Regions from separate parts of the Mus musculus genome. Here region 1 is linked to region 2. The links are chromatin contacts, called in public HiChIP or PLAC-seq maps. All regions are on one chromosome and are shown on one strand. The core of a region is the stretch at or near the end of the contact, and the rest is flanking DNA. Distances in the headings are between cores, read along the strand shown.

Region 1 (6,794 bases), core at 692-3,191, 130 kb before region 2:
CTTGACTGTCTGCTCAGGTGATCACAACCACATTTTTGAGACTCTGTGTTTCTCTTCCCTGTTTTTGGAAATCTAGCTTAGGTAGGTCCTGGAACCCTGAGTCTGGTTAGCGTCTACCAGTATAAACCCTGTGTGCCCCCTCCCCAATACCACCTGGGCCATTGAGCTCACTGAAAACAAACAAGCCATCAGCCATGCACAAGGCTCTTGATGATATACACATGCATATTTCTTTCTACACTGTGGATGCAAAGGTATGGGATTTTAAAGTGTCTCTAAACACTCCACCCTCAATGGAAGAAAGGATTTGCTTTGAGGGTTTCCAGCTTCAGGGGGTGCAATCCACGGTCATCTGGCTTCTGCTAGGTGCTAACTAACACAGCTTGAAAGTCTTCACTAGGCACTGGTGGTCCCATCTCCAGAATAGCTCCTTGTGTTGGCCTGAGTCCTGCCACAGTTCTGGAAGTGTTCTTCAGCCCGACTGCTTCAGACTCATTCTCTACAGCTAGCCTCAAGTCTGAAATGAGGCATCTCTTGCAGGGGCCTCTAATCCCTCTTGTTTGAGTCCCACAGGGTAGGCAGCAAGGGTCTGCATGATGAAAGACCACCCACGGTGTCTAGGATTATAACCTAGATGACAGTAAGGGAGGGTCTCCAAGAGAGAACAAACCATGTGCCAAACCTAGTATCTCCCAGTCCGGTTCTAGACAAAGCTTCCAGCCGACCAACAGACCCTGTGTATGCATCTCCTCTCAGCAGCACCCACTTCTCTGGTTCTAGACTGTAGTCTCCCCTCCCCCAGCCTGAAACCTGCTTGCTCAGGGGTGGAGCTTCCTGCTCATTCGTTCTGCCACGCCCACTGCTAAAACCTGCTGAGCCACACACGTGCACCTTTCTACTGGATTATTCGGCAGGAATCGGGTCCCCTCCCCCTTCCTTCATAACTGAGTGCCGTAACAGTAAAATTTGAGCTTTGATCAGAATAACTGTCTTGGCTACATTTCTTTCTCTCGCCACCTAGCCCCTCTTCTCTTCCAGGTTTCCAAAATGCCTTTCCAGGCTAAAACCCAGGTTGTGGTCTGCTGGCCGAACACAACACTAGACCCCATTGCTCAAGTGTTTTGCCTCATTCCATACCTGCCTCAGCAGGAGGGAACCCCTACGATAGCTTAAAGTCACTGTCAGAAGGTGTAATTATTACTGTACTGGGGATTGCTGTAGAGTGGGTATCTCACTCTACAACAAAATCATTGCACAACAGAGTCTTTTTGTTTTGGGCTTGTTTCTTCAGTTTTTAGAAACTTTAAATTTTTGTGCATGGCCATGGAAATATATTCACAGGCTACAAAGAAAGAACAGGAGTCCCAGTGAAACTGAGATTTGAGCTTTTCTTCAACTGCTCTCTGCTTGTTCTGTGCACGGCCAGGGAGGCTTTCAAATTAGCAAAACATCATGAAAACTGCTGATTCATGCTCCACAGCCAGGAGTGTTATTCCTGCATTGGTGCACAATTTCTGTTGCTTTCTCCCCCCACCCCCACCCCGGAATGTAAGCATCATTTTCAATCCTTTGCTAAGGCAAGCCATGTTCCTGTTAGCAGTCCTTATATGTCATTTCATTGGTGCTGGCAAACGCCAGCAAAGGGAGAGGGGGGGTTGGCCACCAGCATGGGGGGTGGGGGTGGGGATCATTAGCTCAGAGGATAATGGGAGTGTAAGACTGCTTGGCTATCGCTAACACCCTACACACCTTCTCAGAGGAACGCTTAGGGTGGTTTCCATGATGACAACTTGATCAAATCAGATCGATTTCCCCCGTGATCCCTTTCTCTGTATGATTCCAAAGTACTGTTGGCAAACCTGGAACTCACACAAAGTTGGAAGGACAAGTGGAGCAGGCACTGCCCTCACTGCAGGTTGCCATGGTCACCACCAACAGCAGCAGCCAGAGAGAGACCTGGCAATGGGTTCCAGCCCCAGCTTCCTCCCCACTGCCTCAGCCACACGCACAGCTCCACGGCCACAATGAACCTGCACCTGCACCTCCAAGGCCCTGGCTCCCCTTGCAGCTGAAGCACATGGCTTTTCAGTGTGGAGGCTGCCAATTCACCTCTGATCCGTTAGCTCTGCCTCCTCAAGCTCCTGCTAAGGTGGCAGGAGCCCATTCCTCCAGTGAACTCCTTTCCCACGCCCCGTGGGTCTGTCTCGCCCTAGAAAAGAGAAGTGTGATGTGGGAAAATGACCTCTGCTCGCCATAGGAGGTCAGAGAGGTTCATTTAGGCTTGGGGGTAAGAAAACCTGTGAAACCCTGACCTCTGACAATGCAGGCCCAAGCTAACTTTACATGTCTCATTTCTTGTGTACTGGTCAGAGCTTGCCCAGAGGTGCCATGAGAGATCGTCCTCAGAGTGGGCAGGGCTGTCTATGCTGGAAAGTTGTGGCCAGCTATTGCATGATTTAGACTAGGGGTGGGAAGTAGTTCGGTTTGTTTTGCTCTCTCTTTTCTTTTTTAGCTTGAATTCAAGAACATTCGTCTCTGAAGGTGCAAACCAGGTGCCTGTGGACACCTTGGGTTGTGTTCTTAAGGTGCCCAAATAAAGCATAGTCATGACTAGTTAATACCTCATATTGTAGGCAATAAAGCCCACAAGGCCTCAATCCCAGACAAAGAGCTACAGGCAACTAGAGAATGCTGAGAGTGGGGGAAATAGCCTTCCTCAGGAAGAGCACACAACTGGTTCTCCAATACCAACTAGAAACAGACATGCAAATCCTATCACATGGGTTGAGCAGGTTTACTTTATGTTTTTAGGAAAAAACATATTACTGATTATATAATATATTCTTAATTAAGAAGGAAGGGAGATGTGATACAACTGTATTATAATTCCCACCCAATTTTTTTTAATATACACAACAGATAGAGATCTGGAGCCACTGGTCCTACTGCCCCTTGTTCAGCTTCTGCCAGCTCTAACTGCCACCCCTCCAAGCTTCCACACACATCTGCCCCACAAATTAGAACCTGTCTATGCCCTATCCGCTCCTGCTTTATGACAACCACTTACCTTGCCTAAGTCATCTTGGTAGTTGGGAAGGGAAGCTCTGGCAACCATCGTTTCCTGTGTTTCTGGCTAACACAAACATCCTGGTTCCTATGGTTATTTCAGAGATCTCAGCTACCCTCTCCACAGGCCACAGGTCTACTTCTGGCTCTTAAGTGAGCCCCTCCCTCTAATGAAAAGCTCATCTACTGGTTCACTGCTGCACAGAATACCAAAACAGGGCCCTCTTAAAGACGGGATTCTGCCCTTCCCCTATGAAGTTCGACTTTTGCTATAGGCTTTCTGTACACACTAGTTAAGGTTTACAGTTACAGTCTACAGGAACCAAGTCTCTCTAGACTCATAACAGATCCACAGCAGCAGAGTGGTATCAGGTAGAACAGGAAATCCATGTAAGTCCGGCAAAATGGCTCAGAGTGGGTCAGAGTCAGTAGAACCCAGAGAACAAGGAACATTCCAGAACGTCCCAGGAAAAGCACCAAAAGATGCTTCTGCTCCTGTAGTCAGAGATAACCCCAGACCCAACTTCTGTCCTGTGGAGCCTGACATCTCAGGCTAACGGTCATTGATTAGCCAGGAACAAATCAAAGCCTTCAGAAGACAAAGTAAGGGAAGCCTGAGAGGGCCTTGACCTGAGGCTTCTCAGCATTTATGAGAATACAGTCTTTTCTTTATAAATATCTCAGCCTCAGGTATACTGTTACAGCAATGCAGAGGGCCTAGACACCTCTCCCAAAAGTGCTTGATTCTAGATGAACCATGTGACAAAGGTCTGGCCAGTGAGGAAAGGAATCATGTTCAGTCTACCCATCTGGTTCCCAGAGAGAGGAACAGGCTATTCTCTTGACCAATTTATCTTTCTTACTTGTGGGAATAGATTATAAAGATTTTTTTCTGTTGTCATATTCTTGATTTCTAAGTTCTTTCTCTGTTCTCTAGCTGTTTTTAATGTTTTACTTAGTAATATTGTATGTGTGATATGTGAGGCTGTGAAGACACATGTATGTGCCACAGAATACATCCTGTGTGTCCTGTGTATGCGTGTGTATGTGTATGTATGTATGAATGTGTGTGTATGTTTGTTTATGGTATGTGTAGTATGTTTGTGTATGTATGTGGTATGTGTAGTATGTTTGTGTATGTATGTAGTGTGTGTGGTATGTGTGGTGTGTATGTGTGTGTGTGTGGTGTGATGTGGTGTGTGTGTGTGTATGTATATATGTGGTGTGTGTGTGTGTGTGTGTGTGTGTGTGTGTGCGTGTGTGTGTGTGCAGACGCACACATTTGGAAGTCAGAGGATGACATCTGTTAATCACGTCTCTCCTTCCATTGTATGGGTCCCAGGAATCAAACTCAAGGCCTTAGGCTTAGGTGGCAAACCCCTTTACCCACTGTGCCACACTGCCAGCCGGAATTCTCGTTCTTTTTTTTTTTTTTTTTTTTTTTTTGTGCAAGACAGGGTTCTCTGTAGCCCTGGCTGTCCTGGAACTCCCTTTGTAGATCAGGCTGGCCTCAAACTCAGAAATCCACTGCCTCTACCTCCCGAGTGCTGGGATTAAAGGCATGTGCCACCACGCCTGGCCTCCGTATTCTCATTCTTAAACACTTCCTCTGCTTGTACTCTTCATGTCCTTTCCATTGCTGCAATAAACGCAACCAGAAGCAACTTGAAGAGAATGTTTCCGCTTCCAACCCTTGGTCACATTGCATCCCTGAAGGAAGTCAGAGCAGGAAACTGGGCGCAAGGACTGAAGCAAAGGCTGTGGAGGAGTACTGCTCACTGGCTTGCTCCTCACAGCTTGGTCAGTTTGCTTTCTTATACAACCCAGGACCAGGGTTTGCCCTGCCCATAGTAAGCTGGACTTGAGCACATCAATCATTAATTAAGAAAAGTCCCTAAGGATTTGCCCACAGGCCAGGCTGATGGAGTTAATTCCTCAACTGAAGTTCCCTCTCCTTAGATGATCCTAACTTGTGCCAAGTTGACAAAAAAACTAACCAACACATTGACCCCTTGCCAAGTCAACGCACAAATACATCACTCATAACCTTTCTTTTTTAATTATCCCCAAGATCTTATGTAAGTAATATGATATAAAATGGTATAACTTTAAAACTCTCATGGGGTTTAAATTTTCAGCACTTAAAATCCAAGTTCTCTGTTTTAAAAGGTTTTAAAAGTCCAAAGTCTCTCATCACAGGCTCCTGTAAAATCAAACATAAGTTAAACAGTGCTAGAGAAATGAGAGAGATGGTTCAGTGGTTAAGAGCACTGGCTGATCTTGCAGAGGAACCAGGTTTCATCCCCAGCATGCACTTGGCAGCTCACAACCACTGTCTATAACTCCAGTTCTAGGAGATCCGGGGTCTCTTAGCTTCTGCAGGCAGTGTATATGTGTGGTGCACATACATGTATGTAGACAAACATAAAATAAAATAAATTTCAGGTGGGGGTGTGTAGAAATGTCTCAGTATAAGAGTAATTACTGCTCTTCCAGAGGACCTGAGTTTAGTTCCCAGCACACCCATAATAGGTAGCTTTACCAGTTCTTATAATTCTAGCTTACCATGCTCTTCTGACCTCAGAGGGCAACTGTACACACACACACACACACACACACACACACACACACGCATGAGAACACACACATGCACACATGCACACAATTAAGTTACATGTTTCTCATTCCAGAAAGGAAGGACCAAGGCAAAACCAAATGGAGCAGCATAAATACCTTAGTGTCTTCTGGTGTCTGAGGCTCCTTGATCATGAGAACCCAGGATCTACTGGGTTCTCCTCTGTCTCACTCTGCCATCTGCACATGTGGCTTCCTTCTAAGCTCAGCCGAGTGTGTAGTTCCACTACATATCTTCTGCCATACTTGATGGGCATCTGACATCTCCATTGTCCTAGGGTCTCCACGGGCTGCACCTTCATAAATGGCTTCCTGGCCTCTCTTCAGGGACTCCCACTTTGCCACACAGCCCAAGCCTCGTCTGTTCTCCATAACCCTACAGTCCTGGGATTTTCACTGTTACTGAGACTGTTTCTTCATCAGTGTCCTCTCCAGGCCTCCCCCTGTGCAAAGACTCAGCTGCCTTCCATGACCCCCTCCATTCTGCAGTTCAGCTGCCAGCATCAGATGCACCCTTGGTCCCCTCTGGGCCCATCACCATCACCAGGGAGAGAGGGAAAGAGGGAAAGAGAGAGGGAAAGAGGCAGGGAGGGAGGGAGGGATATAGTGAGGAGGGAAGAGAAGAAGGGAGGGATAGAAGGAGGAATAGAGGAAGGGATGGAGGAAGGGAGAGAAGAAGAGAGTTATGGAAAGAGAGGGAGAGAGGGAAGGAGGGATAGAGGGGGGAGGAGTAGAGGGAGGGAAGGAGAGAGGGAGAGAGCTCTAGGAGGCTATAAAATGAGTGATAAGCAAGCTTGCAGAGTTAATGTGATCTAACCCTGCCAGGCCTCTTTTAAGATACACACATTTAACCATAATCTGAATTCCAGGCATAAAGCTCGTAGGTGACCCTCAGAAAGAACGTATGCTTCCCTTGGCAAAGAGTTTCTACTCTCTAAGACTCTGAATAGGGTATTTCTCAGGTATGGGGTCTCCTCTTCCACATTCCAGAACCAACAAATCACACACACACACACACACACACACACACACACACACACACACACACACACACAAAAGCATTAGCTGTTAACAGCTCACTTCTGGCACCATGG
Region 2 (6,372 bases), core at 1,328-3,827:
TTGGAAGGTCACTGAGTCAGTATTGCTGATAACTTATCTTCCAGGAAAGAGACAAAAAGCTAGTGAATACCAAGATGGACAGATGCCTAGCATAAAATGGAGTTTCTTCAGCCATCACAATAGCAAAAGAAAAGTAATTAACACAGCGGTACACAGGCCTGTGGTTACAACATTTTGAGAGGTAGGAAAAGGAGATCAAGAATTCAAGTTCCTGGAGGGGGGGGTGATAAAAATAATCAAGATACATCACATACAAATACAGAATCATCAGCTTACATAAAAATATTCTGGTTTTGTTGTTAGGTGTTCTAGTTTGTTTGTTTTGAGACAGGATTTCCTTGTGTAACCGTGGCTATCCTCGAACTTTTTTAGTCCAGGCTGGCCTTGAACTCAGAGATCTGCCTGCCTCTGCCTCTGCCTCCAGTGCTAGGGTTAAAGGTGCATATCACAAAGCCCAGCAAAAGATAAAAATATTAAATAATAATAATAAAGTAGTAACTGTGCATCGAGGAGCAGTTCAAAGCTAGCCCGGTCTGTGAGGCCAAGGCTAGCCCGGTCTGTGAGGTCAGGTGAGCTAGAGCTACATAGTAAGAGCCTGTCTCAAAATAAATAGGTGCTGGAGAGATGATGGCTTGGTGGCTGAGAGTACTTGCTGCTCTTGCAGACGACCTAGATGCAAATCCCAGGACCTTCTTGACGGCTAAGAACTGTCTTTAACTCCAGTTCCAGTGCCTTCTTCTGGCCTTCTCAGTCACTGCATACATGGTATACACATACACACACACACATGCAAATAAAACACCTATACACATAAAATAAAAAGAAATCTTCAAAAAATAAAAAAACACATTTTAATTAAAAATTTAAAGGTCATAAAGATCATACAATGCTTCCTTCATTTTTCCAGACAGGGTTTCTCTGTGTAGCCCTGGCTGTCCTGGAACTCACTCTGTAGACCAAGCTGGCCTCGAACTCAGAAATCCACCTGCCTCTGCCTCCAGTGCTAGGGCTAAAGGCACATATCACATATTACATAACAATTGTGAGGCCAAACTGGACTATAAGAGATCCTGTCTCAAAAAAACATAGTACTTAAGAGAGTTAATAGAAATCTGTCTCTGTATACTCTAAAAACAAAAGATAACTTATGGTAGGGTTTACCTTTAATCCCAGCACTCAGGAGACAGAGACAGGCTGATTTCTATGAGTTCAAGGCTAGCTTGGTCTATGTATGGAGTGAGACACTGACTGTAAAAAATATAGAAAAGTATTCAGCAACCTGAAGGAACTATTTATAACATATATCACAGGGTTTTGATACATCAAAAGTTCTTCCAAATCAAGTTTTACAAAGATTTATACCAAGTTTAAAAGTGAGCTAAAAGGCCAGGCTCACCCTGGTAGACCAAGCCACGTGAGAGGCTGGGGTAAGCGGATCACTTAACCCCTTAAATTAGAAGCCAGCATGGACCATGTGGTGGAAATTAAAAATCAAAATCCTAAGGTACTGGGTTCCACCTCTAGTGCTGCCAAAACAAAAGGTAAGCGGGGAAGAGAAATTACAAAATAAGAGAAATGGACCCAGGAAACTGAAATCCCACAGAAGAAAGCCACACCGGTGTTAGAGATCCTAAAATCTGATTAGCTTAGTAGATTACATAATTGTGGCTAAATGGAAAGTGACAGGTTTGAAGCCAAATTACCTTGGCCTATCTTTAGTCTCCTTAATGGACTGGCCACTGTATGGGCCCGTGATTGATATAACATTTACAGGACCGTCAGGTAAATTCTTTTGCAAGCACCGACAGACCCTCACTTCCACCCACCTGAAGCACTTGGGGCCTGTAGATTTTCCTGTTTTGCTGTAACCCGCTTGGTATCTGACGGCACAGCTTACATACTTTACAAGTAGCTTGATTTGTGACTTATTTGTTCTGCGACTATTAAAACTTTACAAAACGTTTACCACGTTGGAACATGATATTTGAGGTAAGATAAATCTGTGTTCCAGGCCACGGTCATTCATATTTAGTTCCAGGATAAACTCTTCCTGTGAGAGCCCTGGTTTTGGGAGGTTTGTTTGTTTGTTTGTTTGTTTGTTTTGCATGACACTAATAAAGCTATTATAGCTTCTTACCCTTCTTAGCAACAAAGAATTTACAATTAAAAATGCCAGTTTTAACAATCAAACTCAAAAATAACAGCTATAATTCTACCACCTGAGTGTCTTAGCCTGTTGTTGGCTTGGAAATACTGTACACCAAACACAGTTTTTGTGCTCGCATTTAGTTTTTGCAAGAAGCACCACCATGTATAAAACCAAGTTAACAGGGACACTCTGTCCCCAGTCCTCTCCCTTCCTGGCACTGCGGCAAAAAGCAGGGTCAGCTATAAATTCCTTCAGCCGCCTGGGTTCCAGCTTCTCTGCGATCTAGACCTCCCAGGCGCCCTTGGCCCAAGTACGCATGCGCGCAACTGGTGCCCCGCCCCGAACCCTGCCATTCCGCCGGCTTTTCCACAGTGCCAAGTACTACGCGTGCGCACACCCGAACTAGCCATCCCAGGAGGCCCCGCGTGGTTTCCATGGCGACGCCCGCGCTTCCTTAAGTCCAGGGTGGAGGCAGCTGCGGGAGCAGCGCGGAGCAGGTAACGGCCTTGGCGCCGCCGCCGCCCCCAGCAGTGGTGGTCTCATCAGCCCGCGTCCGCCTCCCCGGAGCCGCTGGACAGGCCCCTTCCGAGGCCCGGCGCCGCGGGTTCTCTCCGTCCGCTCTATCCTCCGACCTGGCCTTGCCTCGGCGGAGCTGGTAACGTAGCCCCCCGGCGCCTCCCTGCCCGGGAGCAGCGCACACCCATCCGGGAGGATGCGCCGCCGGTGGGATCGCTGATCAGTGTCCCCCTCCACCTCCAAAGTGCAGAGAGCGAGAACGGGTCCCAAGCCTCGGTGCTTCGGAACCCCGAAGCATTCGCTACCCGGCTGGTGCTTTTCCTTCCAACCCTGGCACGCCCCGCGGGGCGTCTGCATCCTTCTGAAACGCTTCACTTGTTTTCCACCCACAGCTCGGCTGTGGGGCTCTTTGTCAACCCACCTCACTATGAGTGCTTTAAGATTTTGTTGTTTTCTTGACAACAGTTAACTCGTTTCGGGCCAGCCTTTTTTGGCGGAGTGTGACACCGGACTTGTTTTCTGTCTGCACAAATCACATAGATGGAGTCATCCCGTTCCAAAGGCTCAATGCCCACGTAAATGCCGCTGAGCCCATAATGTGTATATCAGCCCCGGCCCTTCTCCGAACACCATACGGTGAACTCAGCAGCCTGACCCTGTCTACCAGATGCCTAAGGCGTTTTCCATGCCAGCTTGTCCAAGGTGTCTGATAACCCCGCAGCCAGGCTCCTCTAAGATGCATACATAATCCATCCAGTTGCTGAAAACTTCATTCTTCTTCCACTCATCCGCACTTTTGTATCTAGTTTGACTTTACCAGCACATCCTTACAAAATACACCCAGAATAGATTCAACGGTACCATTTCTCCCAAATGGCAGTCAGTGCCTGGATTATTCCAGAAATGCCTTGCATTTCCCTGATAATATCCTTTCTCTACTTGAGCATGGTCGGTTTTTACTAATAAGATTTTATGGCCGGGCAGTGGTGGCGCACGCCTTTATGAAAACTTTAGTAAGAAATAAACACTGGAAAAAATAGTCAGGGGAGCTAGAGATGATGACCTGTCAACTTCCTCTGAATTACAGTCTAATGCTTTACAGTCACTTAGTAGAGGCAGAAAGAAAGCAAACAGGCACAACTTGCCCCAGCCCCCAAGGCAAGACTTTGCAATATCCAGAGACTGGAAACTAAGTAATGTATGAAATTGATAAATGATCAAAACCCACAAAAGTAACTAACCATCCAAAGGTTGGGCTTGACTCTTTCATGTTGCAACTCTTAAAGGCGTGTGTGTGCGTGTGTGTGTGTGTGTGTGTGTGTGTCTGTCTGTCTGTCTGTCTGTCTGTGTATGTCTGTGTGTGTGTCTGCCTGTCTGTCTGACCAACTAACTCAGAAAAGAAAAATGTGTGTTTCACTGGTGCTTTTTTTTTTTAATCATTTTTGAGACAGCATCTCAATATATAATTCTGACTGGTCTGAAATTTTCTGTGTAGACAAGGCTGGCCCCAAGCCTGGAGACACCCCCACCCCCACACACCCACATCCACTTCCAGAGTGCTGGGATTAAAGGTGTTCTTCACTATGCCTAGCTCGCTTGTAAATTTTAGAGTTGGGCTTTAGAACTCGTTGAGAAATCATCTAATTTCTTGTTTTAGGCAGCTGAGGCCAAATAGCTGATTATATTGACAAAGCTGGAGTGTAAATCCAGATACCTTGCCAAAGTCTCACTTTTATTTTTCTTCTGCCTCTCAATCCATGTTAATTCTTTTCCTCTCTAAACAGTGTTTCACTGCGTAGCCCTGGCTGTCCTAGAAATCACTCTGTAGAGCAGACTAGCCTCAAATTCAGAGATCTGCCTGCCTCTGCCTTCAGAGTGCTGAGATTGCAGGCGTGGAATGCCCAGCCATCAGTGTTAATACTTAATTTCCCTTTGTCAGGATTTAGAGGGATCAAACTTTTGAATCAAAACTTTGGTAAGTATTAGACTGCTTTCTTTGAAATCCTGGGCTCTTGGCCCCTCACCTGTACAGTGCAGTGTGCATGAACCAAGGGAAGAACTTTACTGGCTGTGTGCTTTTTCCAGCAGATGCTCTGCCCTCTGCCTTACTTACTAAAGGGCTCTAAGAACTCTTTATAAATCTCCCTGTCTGTAGCATGCCACTTACACTCTTGTTTGTTATACAGAAGTTTTTGTTTAAATACCATCAGTTTTGTCCACTGTCTCCTTCACCAGCCTGGGCTCTGTGCCTCTCCAAATCTTGTGTTTTCATGTAAGATACTTTTCTTTTTTTTTTCCATTTTTTATTAGGTATTTAGCTCATTTATATTTCCAATGCTATACCAAAAGTCCCCCATATCCACCCACCCCCACTCCCCTGCCCACCCACTCCCCCTTTTTGGCCCTGGTGTTCCCCTGTACTGGGGCATATAAAGTTTGCAAGTCCAATGGGCCTCTCTTTCCAGTGATGGCCGATTAGGCCATCTTTTGATATATATGCAGCTAGAGTCAAGAGCTCCGGGGTACTGGTTAGTTCATAATGTTGTTCCACCTATAGGGTTGCAGATCCCTTTAGCTCCTTGGCTACTTTCTCTAGCTCCTCCATTGGGAGCAAGATACTTTTCTTAACATGTGCATCTCAAAGCCATCTGATAGCGTTTTAGAGTAAGGAATGCAGTAAGGATCCGCTTTGGACTTGCAGATGACCACTCTGCTCCATGGGGGTCTTCTTGTCCCTGCATCCACCCTTATTCTGTCCTGGGCTTCTGTGTGGACCTGTGCCTCTATTCCATTCTGCTGCTACTAGGGCAGTGAGCCCCCCACAGCTTTGCCTCAGTGTGTCTGATGGGTGTGTCCTGTGGGCGTGGCCCTTGACCTGGTGTTTTTCAGTCTCCATCTTCTTCTATACTTGTTGTCTGTACTTTTGTATCATTTTTGTCCAGTTCCCAAAAGGTAGCCTTGATGCTTTGCCTTGATTATGTTAATCACATTAGGGGCCGCTACACCTTTAGAATCTTTGTCATTATGATGTAAGAACAAAATGTTTATATAAATCTTTTAGTGACTTAAAATTTTCTTCATAGAAAATAGATATCTATTTTCTAGGTCATCTTAGTTTACATGTAGAAAGGATTTTATATCCATTTCATACCCTATACTTTTATTTAATGCTCTTTTGGGGGACTGTGCATGTGTGCATATTCAGATACATGTGGATGTGCATGTGTGTGGGGGCCAGATTATTTTTAAGGAATTTCTATTTTTGAGTTGTATGTGCATTGGTATGTGCATTTGAACGCAGGTACTCATGGAAACCAAAACAGGATATCAGATCCCTGGAACTGGAGTACAAGAAGTTATGAGCCTAGACTCCAGTCCTTGGCAAGAGTAGCAACTGCTCTTAGCCAGTGAACACCTCTCCAGCCCCATCATCACCTTAATTTTTAAGAGAGGATGTTCCATGAACAGCTAGACTCACCAACTCAGCTGGACTGTCTAGCCACCAAGCCCCACGGATCCCCCTGCCTCTTGTGAGCCATAGGGCCAGCCTTTTACACGATTACTGGGAATCAGAGCCCGGGTTCTCACGCTCCTGTGACAGTCATTGTACGACTAAGCCATTGCCACAGCCCCATCTTTCTTAGTGTCTTATGAAGTTTTCTAAGGATACACTTGTATTTTCTGCAGTTAATCAGTAAGTTACCTGT

Evidence for each region. HiChIP or PLAC-seq counts read pairs in DNA pulled down with a chosen protein or histone mark.
Region 1: an H3K4me3 HiChIP or PLAC-seq map of the SCID.adh cell line shows a contact between it and region 2, with 11 read pairs. The contact joins the enhancer-like site here to the promoter of Lca5l in region 2. A contact is called at or near these places in 11 of 39 promoter capture datasets (the 3T3-L1 cell line, 3T3-L1-derived adipocytes, cranial neural crest and 6 more), 2 of 484 Hi-C or Micro-C datasets (B cells and bone marrow-derived macrophages), 7 of 115 datasets of contacts at active chromatin or transcription factors (the SCID.adh cell line, embryonic stem cells, forebrain and 2 more) and 4 of 9 other capture datasets (adipose tissue, embryonic stem cells, liver and 1 more).

The regions. Positions count from the first base shown.
Region 1 is chr16:96,321,473-96,328,266 of GRCm38.p6, reverse strand. No RefSeq gene overlaps it. Among named protein-coding and RNA genes, the nearest start is that of Gm41510, 27 kb to the left of the region's middle. Within about 2 kb of position 1,941, at least 59 of the 459 cell types and tissues checked have an H3K27ac peak or open chromatin away from gene starts, as enhancers often do. A contact at or near this core is called in the SCID.adh cell line, embryonic stem cells, forebrain and 3 more, where this site is marked.
Region 2 is chr16:96,188,462-96,194,833 of GRCm38.p6, reverse strand. Lca5l (Leber congenital amaurosis 5-like) reads left to right here and starts at 2,577. Exons shown (of 11, transcript NM_001001492.2): 1 at 2,577-2,646.